Linked DNA regions of Rattus norvegicus: all the other regions are linked to region 1. A link is a contact called in public Hi-C data. All regions are on one chromosome and are shown on one strand. The core of a region is the stretch at or near the end of the contact, and the rest is flanking DNA. Distances in the headings are between cores, read along the strand shown. Region 1 holds the start of Stard13 (StAR-related lipid transfer domain containing 13). Region 2 overlaps Stard13 (StAR-related lipid transfer domain containing 13). Region 3 has its middle 15 kb from the start of Rfc3.

Region 1 (2,700 bases), core at 177-2,676:
ACACAGAGTTCATGGAGTGACTTAATATCCTTCCTGAAACCAGACTGGTATGCGGCCCCAGTATCCTTCACACATAGCCAGTTCCTGAACCTTCCCAAACAAATGCCGATTTCCAAGGAGACAATCTCGTTAAAGGCCGCTGCTAGAATATGTATTGTTCCTTTTGGAGACATTACAGTAAGATCTTTTAAGATTAGAGACTTTAACTTCCCCTCTAAAATTCAATATAATCTCAAATTCATTTATCTAACTGGGAACTGTTTTCATAATAGCTCTTGAAATTCCTGGTAGGGCCAATGTAATGGTTCAGTTAGGTCTGTAGTTAGGAGCGAGGTGACTATTTACTGACTGTGGATAGATGTGTCTGTCTTTTAAATGGTTACCAGCTCAGTGGCTCACTTCCCATTCTTTGGATTTCTACCACACAGGGACATGTTTTAAGCTTTAAGCCTTAAAAAAAAATCATGAGTTTTATTAATGTTCAGGGTACAAGAGTTTTTAATTTTTTTCCCCGAGAATAGAAAAGGATCAGTTAGTCTGAATCAGTACTGTCAACTTGCCTTAGGAAGCCAGGGCTAAGGGTGTGTACTCATAGGCTCTGTTTTGAGGTGAAGAGTCACATTTATCCTTTAGCAAGAAAGCCATGTCAACAAATCAGTGGTAACTATCCACACAAACACACAGACAGGAAGAGAATGTAATTCAAGTTGTCAGTCCGATGGCCTTAAGGTAAGATTCCCGGTGTTTTCCTTCAATGAAGATGTACTATAAACCCTGGGCATTAGCCACCAGCTCTCTGCTCTCTCCCCAATTAAACAAACAAGTGTCCACTTTTAAATGTGACCAGAGTATGAGTTTACCTGCAGAAAAGTTCCCCAAGACACACACTGAGTAAACCTTCCTCACTTGCTCTGTTGACACATGGAGGATTAGGAATTCATGATTCACGTCCTGCTGGAAATATTTTTGTGAGTTAGGCGGCGCTCAGTGCTGTGACAGACTGCTTAGAATCGAGGTCTAAAGTTATTTGAAAGAATTCCACGCAGCGTGGCATAAGAATCCGTGCGGTGTACAGTGCAAACAATAACTTTGCAAGTAGCAAAAGACGGAGCCAACAGAAATAAGCGGCACCTTGGCAGTGCCCGCAACTCACCTTGCTGAATTTTAGTCACTAGGTGATGGCGCGCTAGGATCCGGCTCATCCTGTAGGGAGAGCGTCTGGCAGTCTGATCAAATCGCAAGTACATCTCCTGGCTCTCAGGTGTCAAGGGATTTAGACAGTAGCAGCCTGCAGCCGGCGTCCTGGGCACCTGACTGAACATCTCGGGAGAGTTTCCACTGCCACCTCAGCTGCCGGTGGCTGTTCGCAGCTGTCTCCAGCCTCCGGCAAAGACACCAAGCCCCAGGAGAGAGCCACAGACCCAGCGATTTTTAAAAAGAAAAAGGAGTGCCAAAAGCCGCAAGTCAGAATTCCAAACCCTCCGGGGCTCTCACGTGACCTCGGGAGCCAATCACAGGAGGAGGAGAAAGTACTGGGCGTGTTCCATCAGCCCAAAGCTGACCGCGAGGCTGCACTAGCAGCTGAGATCCTTCATGCTAATAGCTATTAGAGAATTAGAAGCGCCTGGGGCTCACCAAGCCCCCCCCCCCCAACACCAGAGCTGAGAGAGGAGAGGGACACAGAGAGGACAGGAGGGGCCGAACACGCCCTGGCGTAGGAACTTTTTGAGGTTATGAAAGACAAAGTTTTTGGCTTTACTAAAGTCAGCGGCAACTAGGTTTAATTAAAAAAAAAACAAAAGAAGGTAGCCGTGTTACCTGCAGCTGTGTATTTGAAATACACCATTTAAAGTAAGTACGGGTCGCTGGGGATAAAATACTAGCCTTCATCACAACGAAATTAATGAAATAAAACGTTTCTAAAAAAAAACAAACTTTTGAATCCTATGTTGACACTAGGGGTAAATAAAGACCCTCGGGACCACCATTGGACAGGGGAGCTAGAAAAGATGCTCTTCTTACAGAGAAGACCTAAAGAGACAACCTGAACACCCAGCCCTGCTCCTTTAATTTGTCCACTTCCTCCAGTTTTTCATCACCACTAAACAACTGCAAAGTACTAGTCATATGGAAGCCGCTGCCAAGAATCACTACACAGGATGCAGGTGGCCTTTCAAAGATCCTGGGTAGGCTGCTGGTCCACGGGGAACTAGTGGGAACTTATAGTAAGTGCTAATAAAGGCTTATAGAGAGCATATGTCTCAATTTAAAAAGAACACGAGAGAGGAGACTAGCATAATGCTAGTCGAACAACATTATTTCTGACTGGAGGGGTGGTAACAAGTCAGACCCAGCCAGAGAGACTGGTTTTAAAAAACAGAACCAAAATTCCCAAACCAAAAAACCATGACAGAAACAAAGTCCAGGAGTTCTGACAGGAGAAGCTGGGGAGAGCTCTCTCTGCAGGAGAGTTCTGTATCCACAGGCACGAGAGCCAGAGGGTGTGGGTAAAGAAACTGCTAGTCAGTTTAACCATAGCTGAGAAGCCATATGCAAGCCATCAGAATTTCTCCTCCCCAGCTCTTTGCTCTTTACAAGTGGTTGATGCAAACAAACAAGCACAAACATAAACAAAAAACCCTCCACCACCATCACCATCACCATCACCATCACCGCCACCACCACTACCACCACCACCAT
Region 2 (2,700 bases), core at 128-2,627, 130 kb before region 1:
GTCAGGCTCACCAGCCATTTTTTTACATGAAGACTTTTTGATTTAGTGAGTTCATCCTGCCGAGGGAACTGTCGGGGGTGCTCTCAGCAGGAGTTCTTGGGGGACTGGGTAGGATCCCTCCCAATTCAGAGGATTCTGAGACATCCATATGCCTCTGTAAGTCAAGTCTGTCACTATCTTCTCAGCCACTCAGGTGATGGCTGTTGTGTTCACTTCCTCTTGCTTGCCCTTGCTGCCTACAGCTGCCAGGAAGGACTGTGTTTGGCAGGAGATGCGGGGCATGGAAGTCAACATGTCAGAGGTGAGGATGGAAATCAGGCCCTTGTCACAGTTTCAGGAACTCAGTAATGCCCTTGGCATCTAGCTGAGAAGGTCCTAGCCCTGAGGTTTTACTCACAATTTCTGTGTGGCTTTCCACCTTTGGACATGATCCAGAGTCTTATTAAAATGCTAACTTTAATGGGAGCCTTAAGAGCTATCTTTCTAAACACCGGCCACTCGGGGCCATTCAATGTCACCATGATGCTAGCTGGCGTGAATCAGTTGGTAGTAATATTTGTCCAAGAATAGGTAGCTTGACTCTGCATTGATTTTAGTCTGGATGAGTCTCTTGCATTGGCTTTCTTCTAAATGAGAACATTCTTTACTAAAATTACACATTCCTACTAGCCGGATACCACTGGAAACTGAGAAACGGGTTTTTAAAAACAAAACAAAATGAAATGAAACAGGCAAAGGGAGCCATACAAATCTGCAGCTGCGACAGGAGGCAAAGCCACAGTTACACAGGCATCTAGAGGCTAACGTTGCAACGTCCATCAGCGTTACCCACACCAGTGAGTTGGCCTACTGGGATGCAGTGATGGTCTCCTTGGTGTTCTGGTAGACTGATGAATCAGCCCCATTGCTGGAATGCCTCCCCATCCTGCTTCCAGAAATGCCTCTCAGTAGGGTTCTGGTGAGTCTGTGCATGTGAGGGCAGATGCTAGGCCACAGGGATAGAAGCAGGACAGACCACACGCGCAATAGAAGCCAGGCTTCAGTGCCCGTGCTTCTTTGTTGACATCCATCTTTGTTCCTTGACTTGGTTCATCGAGTCTTCAAAATTAAAATTTCCCAAGACAGGCAAAACAAACTGAAGAACTTGGTACTGTAATGGCAAGATGAGTTTCCATCGTAAAAAAACAATGCACTGCCCATATGGCTTAGGCCAAGGGACTCATGGGCATTGGGGTCCAGAACAATTTCAACAACTTTTTAAGAGAGAAGAGTTGGTAGGCTTCAAATCTCACCTTTGCTTTTTTGGTCTGTGGTTTGAGGGCGACTGACTCCATGCCAGCATTTACTCACTAACTACCAGGGCTGCCCTGAAAGCACCCCCACCCAGAGCCTTCAAGGGAGGAGTCTGTGGCCTTGGATGACTAAGGCATGTGTGGACCATACTGAAAAACTCAAATCTATGATTCTTGCGGATGGGAGATGAAGATTCTGCCTCACAGGATCTGTAGACAGGACACACGGTGTCCTGTTTTTAATTCTTTCTTGATCACTTTCTATTTCTGACTGGAGCTCTCGATAGCTTTCTGGGGCACTTGATTCTCAAGTCTCCCACTCTTTCTCCTATCATTGGGCCTAGACTTGGTCCCTACTCAAAAAAATGATTTTGTTTGCCAATAAAGGACCAACCTACAGTTACGTCAGGAGTGTGCTATGGCTGCTTGGGACCAGCCAGACACTGCCCAGGACGGGGACTGACAGGTGACGAGGCACCATATGCGGGAATGTTTTTATCTGGAAACAGTCTGGGAGCCTTCAGTTTGCACTGTGAGAAGCAGTACTCTATTCATGTGCATTTATTTGTGAGGCTCCCACTGAGGGGAGAGGAAGTGCATGTGTCACTGCAACGGATATAAAAAAGTCCCAAGCAGGTCAGAATACCAAGGTGACTAATTTGTATGCTGCACAGAGAGCCTTGAGACCACGGACATTTTGCAGAGCAGGTAGGTGACAGGGCAAAGAGCCCTTTGCTCCACATTGTGGGAAACACCGTGCGTCATTCGTTTTTTTTGACATTCTCTTTTGTGAGAAATCTGCACAGAGCAGCCACCTGGTCTCGGACTCCCAGGGACGGCTGCATTCGGTTTAGTAAGAACCATGTGTTATGACCAAGACGACATCTGACCTGCGTGCTTCAAATAGTCAGGGCACCTCTCAAGGGGGTCTGTGTAGCCAGACAGCTGTTGGGAGGTCTGTTCCCACATTTTAAATTTGTTTGTGGCCTGCATAATTCCCTCACGGTTGAATACTTCTCCGGACACTGTTTCTCCCTCTCTTATCTCCTCAGCTGGATTGCTTTTATGATGAGGTCAAGCCAAAATGACTGAGACTCTTTGGAATATAAATGTGGGGGCTGGGGCGGGGGAGGACTGGTTTCCAAGGGTTGGGTTACTCCATGGTGAGTTAAGATGCATTAGGTGTAATTATTACTTTGTGCAAGTCAAAAGAGAGGACACCCCGCTGCTTCAAAATAACCCCAGATCTGGCTAATTACAGATGGAGATGCTACATTTAAAAAAGAGATGTCCCAAGTGATTTAATCCTGAACGTCCAGGAGAGAACCCATTCAGTGAGGTCAGAGGCAGAGCACAGGAGGCAGAGCACAGGAGGCGGGGCTCTGGTTTTTGGAGCTGGCAGCTCCTA
Region 3 (2,700 bases), core at 193-2,692, 250 kb after region 1:
TCCTCAAAGGTTATGTACTGAATGGTTCCATTTATATTATGATCTTATACGGACGGAACTCAGATTAATAGTTGCTGGAGGCTGAGGAGAGGGGGAGGGACAGTAGCATTTTGAAACCTCGGGTTGAGAGGATTATCCTTGTCACCTGACTGCAGCGGCGGTTAACTGAATTCACATCTTCGACAAAACTGCACACGGGCAAATATGCACACATACCGTTGTACACGCACGCACGCACGCGCATGCTCACAAATGACTGCAGGATTCCATTTCCCCCCAATAATTTCCCAATCTCAAGAGCTTTCATTGAATCACACCTGCACCATTTCTCTTGTCAGGAGAGGTAGCATGCGTATAGGTTTTTAAAGGTTGGCATGGGAAGTCTGGGTGGGCTATTATTCATGAATTGCTTTGGCCAACGCTTTATCACAACAACAGACTCCAAAGTAGGACACGTGCTTATACATAATTACATGAAAATTCTAATAGTCTTTTATTCAGGTTTTGATTGATTGCTTTCCCAACCCTTGAGGTGGGTCCCAGTTGGAAGACATTCTGTTAGACAACCAGCGTCTAATGGATGCCTTATTTCTAAGCAGAGTATGAAATTTCCAGATTGCTTTTGAGGGTGTCCACTTGGACTGCTACAGCAAAAGTGCCATGGGTTAAGTGACTTCCCACATAACTTTCATTTCTAACAGTTTTAAAACCTGGAAGTCCAAGGTCAAGATGCCAGTTGCTGGTTCAGGGATACCATCTTCTTGCTATAAATAGAAAATGGGCGAGAGAGTCCTCTGGGCTCCCTCCCATAACAGCACTAGTTGGGCACAGTGGGACATACCTTTATTCCTGGCACTCAGGAGGCAGAGGTAGATTTCTGTGAGTTCAAGGCCACTCTGGTCTACATAGCAAGTTCCGAACCAGGCTGGTTCAAAATACTAATTTCAGTCTGGTCACAGAGACAATAAGGATGCCGCCATACTGTAAGCTTATAAGATCAGGAGGAGCACAACGTCCAAAACTGTTGTAGCTAGAAGTTAAGATGTCCAATGAAGAACAGCTATATTAGAGGCTGGAGAGATAACTCAAGGGTTAAGAACACTAGCTGGTCTTGCCTGGATCAGTTTCCAGCACCCAAATGGAGGCTTACAACCACCCGTGACTTCAGTTTCAGGGGACCTGGTGTCCCTTCCGACATCCTCAGGCATGCAGATACAAGCAGGCAAAAACACTTGTACACGTAAAAATAAATCTAAAAAGAATTTTAACAGGAAAAGCTGTGTGCTTGTTCTGTGCACATTTTTAAGGTCTCAGATAGTTACAATGTTTCTGACTTTCCTTGGGAGAGAAAATTACAAAGGACAAAAGAATGTCTGTGATAGACATTCCTTCCCATTCTGCTCAGAGCTTCCAGAAGACATAGGGCAGTGTTACTCATCAAAACTTGAGAATAGCAAGCACTAGGAAAAGCCTCAGAATGGAGTCTCCAAAGGGAGAGGACAGACACATTCTTACACAATTATGAAATTCTTACACATGCCCACAAGGAACCAGGAAATGCAGATATAATTACACCAAAGAATGCAAAACAGCATCTTAGAGGTGATTTTGGACAGCATGTCTGGGTAGCAAAGAATATGGAAGTTTATAATTAATAAATATGTGTGACTGGGCCTAGTTTAGAGAGGTGGTTTGAAAGATGTAATGGAGAGATTTGGGGGTAGCAGCTAAGCTCAGACACTGGCTGTGGTGTTAATGTTGGCTGTGATGGCCCACCCGGGAAGAGAGAACCTCACCTGAGGAATTGCCTTCATCATATTGGTCTTCAGGCAGTCTGTGAGGCATTTTCTTGGTTGTTGATCGAGGTAGGAAGGCCCAGCCTCCTGAGCACTGCCACCCTAGGACATGTGGCCATGACATGAATGAGAGTCTCTTCCATGATGCATTTTCATATAAGGTGTTGTCTGAGTTACAAATCAAAATCTTGTTTAAACCTTGGTCAGTAATTCATAATCTGAATTATTATTGGACCAATCTGTGTTTTTCCTTCTTTCTGTCTGTTCTTTCTCTTCATTAAGCAAAAACAAGTTTTTCTTGTTCTGGTTCCTCTGGCATATTTAGTTGATGTCTTTTCAGGTTGAAACCTGAAGAAACAATGTAGTGTTTCATATATAATATTTTTTAAAAAACTTTAAAAAAGCAAAAAAAAAAAAAAATCACAGGCTGGGCAAGCCATGGGGACCAAATCAGTGAGCAATGTTCTCTGTTTCAATTCCTGCCTCCAGGTTCCTGTTTAAACTCCTGCCCTGGCTTCCCTGGGTGATGGACCCTAGGCCATAAGATGAAATAAACCTTTTCTTTCCCAAGTTGTGTTTGGTCAGTGTGGCTAATCACCTCAACGGAAAGCAAACTAAAACATGGACTTATTTGAATATTTAACTAAATACTAACTTTGGTGTGTGCCATCCATTAATTGGAAGCATTCATTTTTACTTTTCTGCAGAATGAATTAATTAGGTCTTCATCTAGTGATGGTGGTTGCAATGCATGTATATGTCTCAGATTGCATTTGCAAGAGCCACGTGTGTAAACCAAGTCTCCTAACCAATCTACTCAGAACGGAACATTGAGGTCACATTACATTAGCAAACGGAAATGGGAAGTAGAATTAATTAACCCGATAATATAAACTAGAGTAAA

Evidence for each region. Hi-C and Micro-C count contacts between places; a contact is called where the count stands out from the background.
Region 2: a Hi-C map of the A7r5 cell line shows a contact between it and region 1, with 2.2 times the contacts expected there. The contact joins the enhancer-like site here to the promoter of Stard13 in region 1. A contact is called at or near these places in 3 of 12 Hi-C or Micro-C datasets (the A7r5 cell line, the Rat2 cell line and liver).
Region 3: a Hi-C map of Schwann cells shows a contact between it and region 1, with 6 times the contacts expected there. The contact joins the enhancer-like site here to the promoter of Stard13 in region 1. A contact is called at or near these places in 2 of 12 Hi-C or Micro-C datasets (the A7r5 cell line and Schwann cells).

What each region holds. Positions count from the first base shown.
Region 1 is chr12:5,568,765-5,571,464 of GRCr8, forward strand. Stard13 (StAR-related lipid transfer domain containing 13) reads right to left here and starts at 1,427. Exons shown (of 14, transcript NM_001109060.1): 1 at 1,154-1,427. The coding sequence starts at 1,322.
Region 2 is chr12:5,436,179-5,438,878 of GRCr8, forward strand. All of the region lies in intron 4 of Stard13 (StAR-related lipid transfer domain containing 13), which reads right to left. Among named protein-coding and RNA genes, the nearest start is that of Trnap-agg21, 39 kb to the right of the region's middle. Within about 2 kb of position 1,378, at least 11 of the 93 cell types and tissues checked have an H3K27ac peak or open chromatin away from gene starts, as enhancers often do. A contact at or near this core is called in the A7r5 cell line, where this site is marked.
Region 3 is chr12:5,820,144-5,822,843 of GRCr8, forward strand. No RefSeq gene overlaps it. Among named protein-coding and RNA genes, the nearest start is that of Rfc3, 15 kb to the right of the region's middle. Within about 2 kb of position 1,443, at least 12 of the 93 cell types and tissues checked have an H3K27ac peak or open chromatin away from gene starts, as enhancers often do. A contact at or near this core is called in Schwann cells, where this site is marked.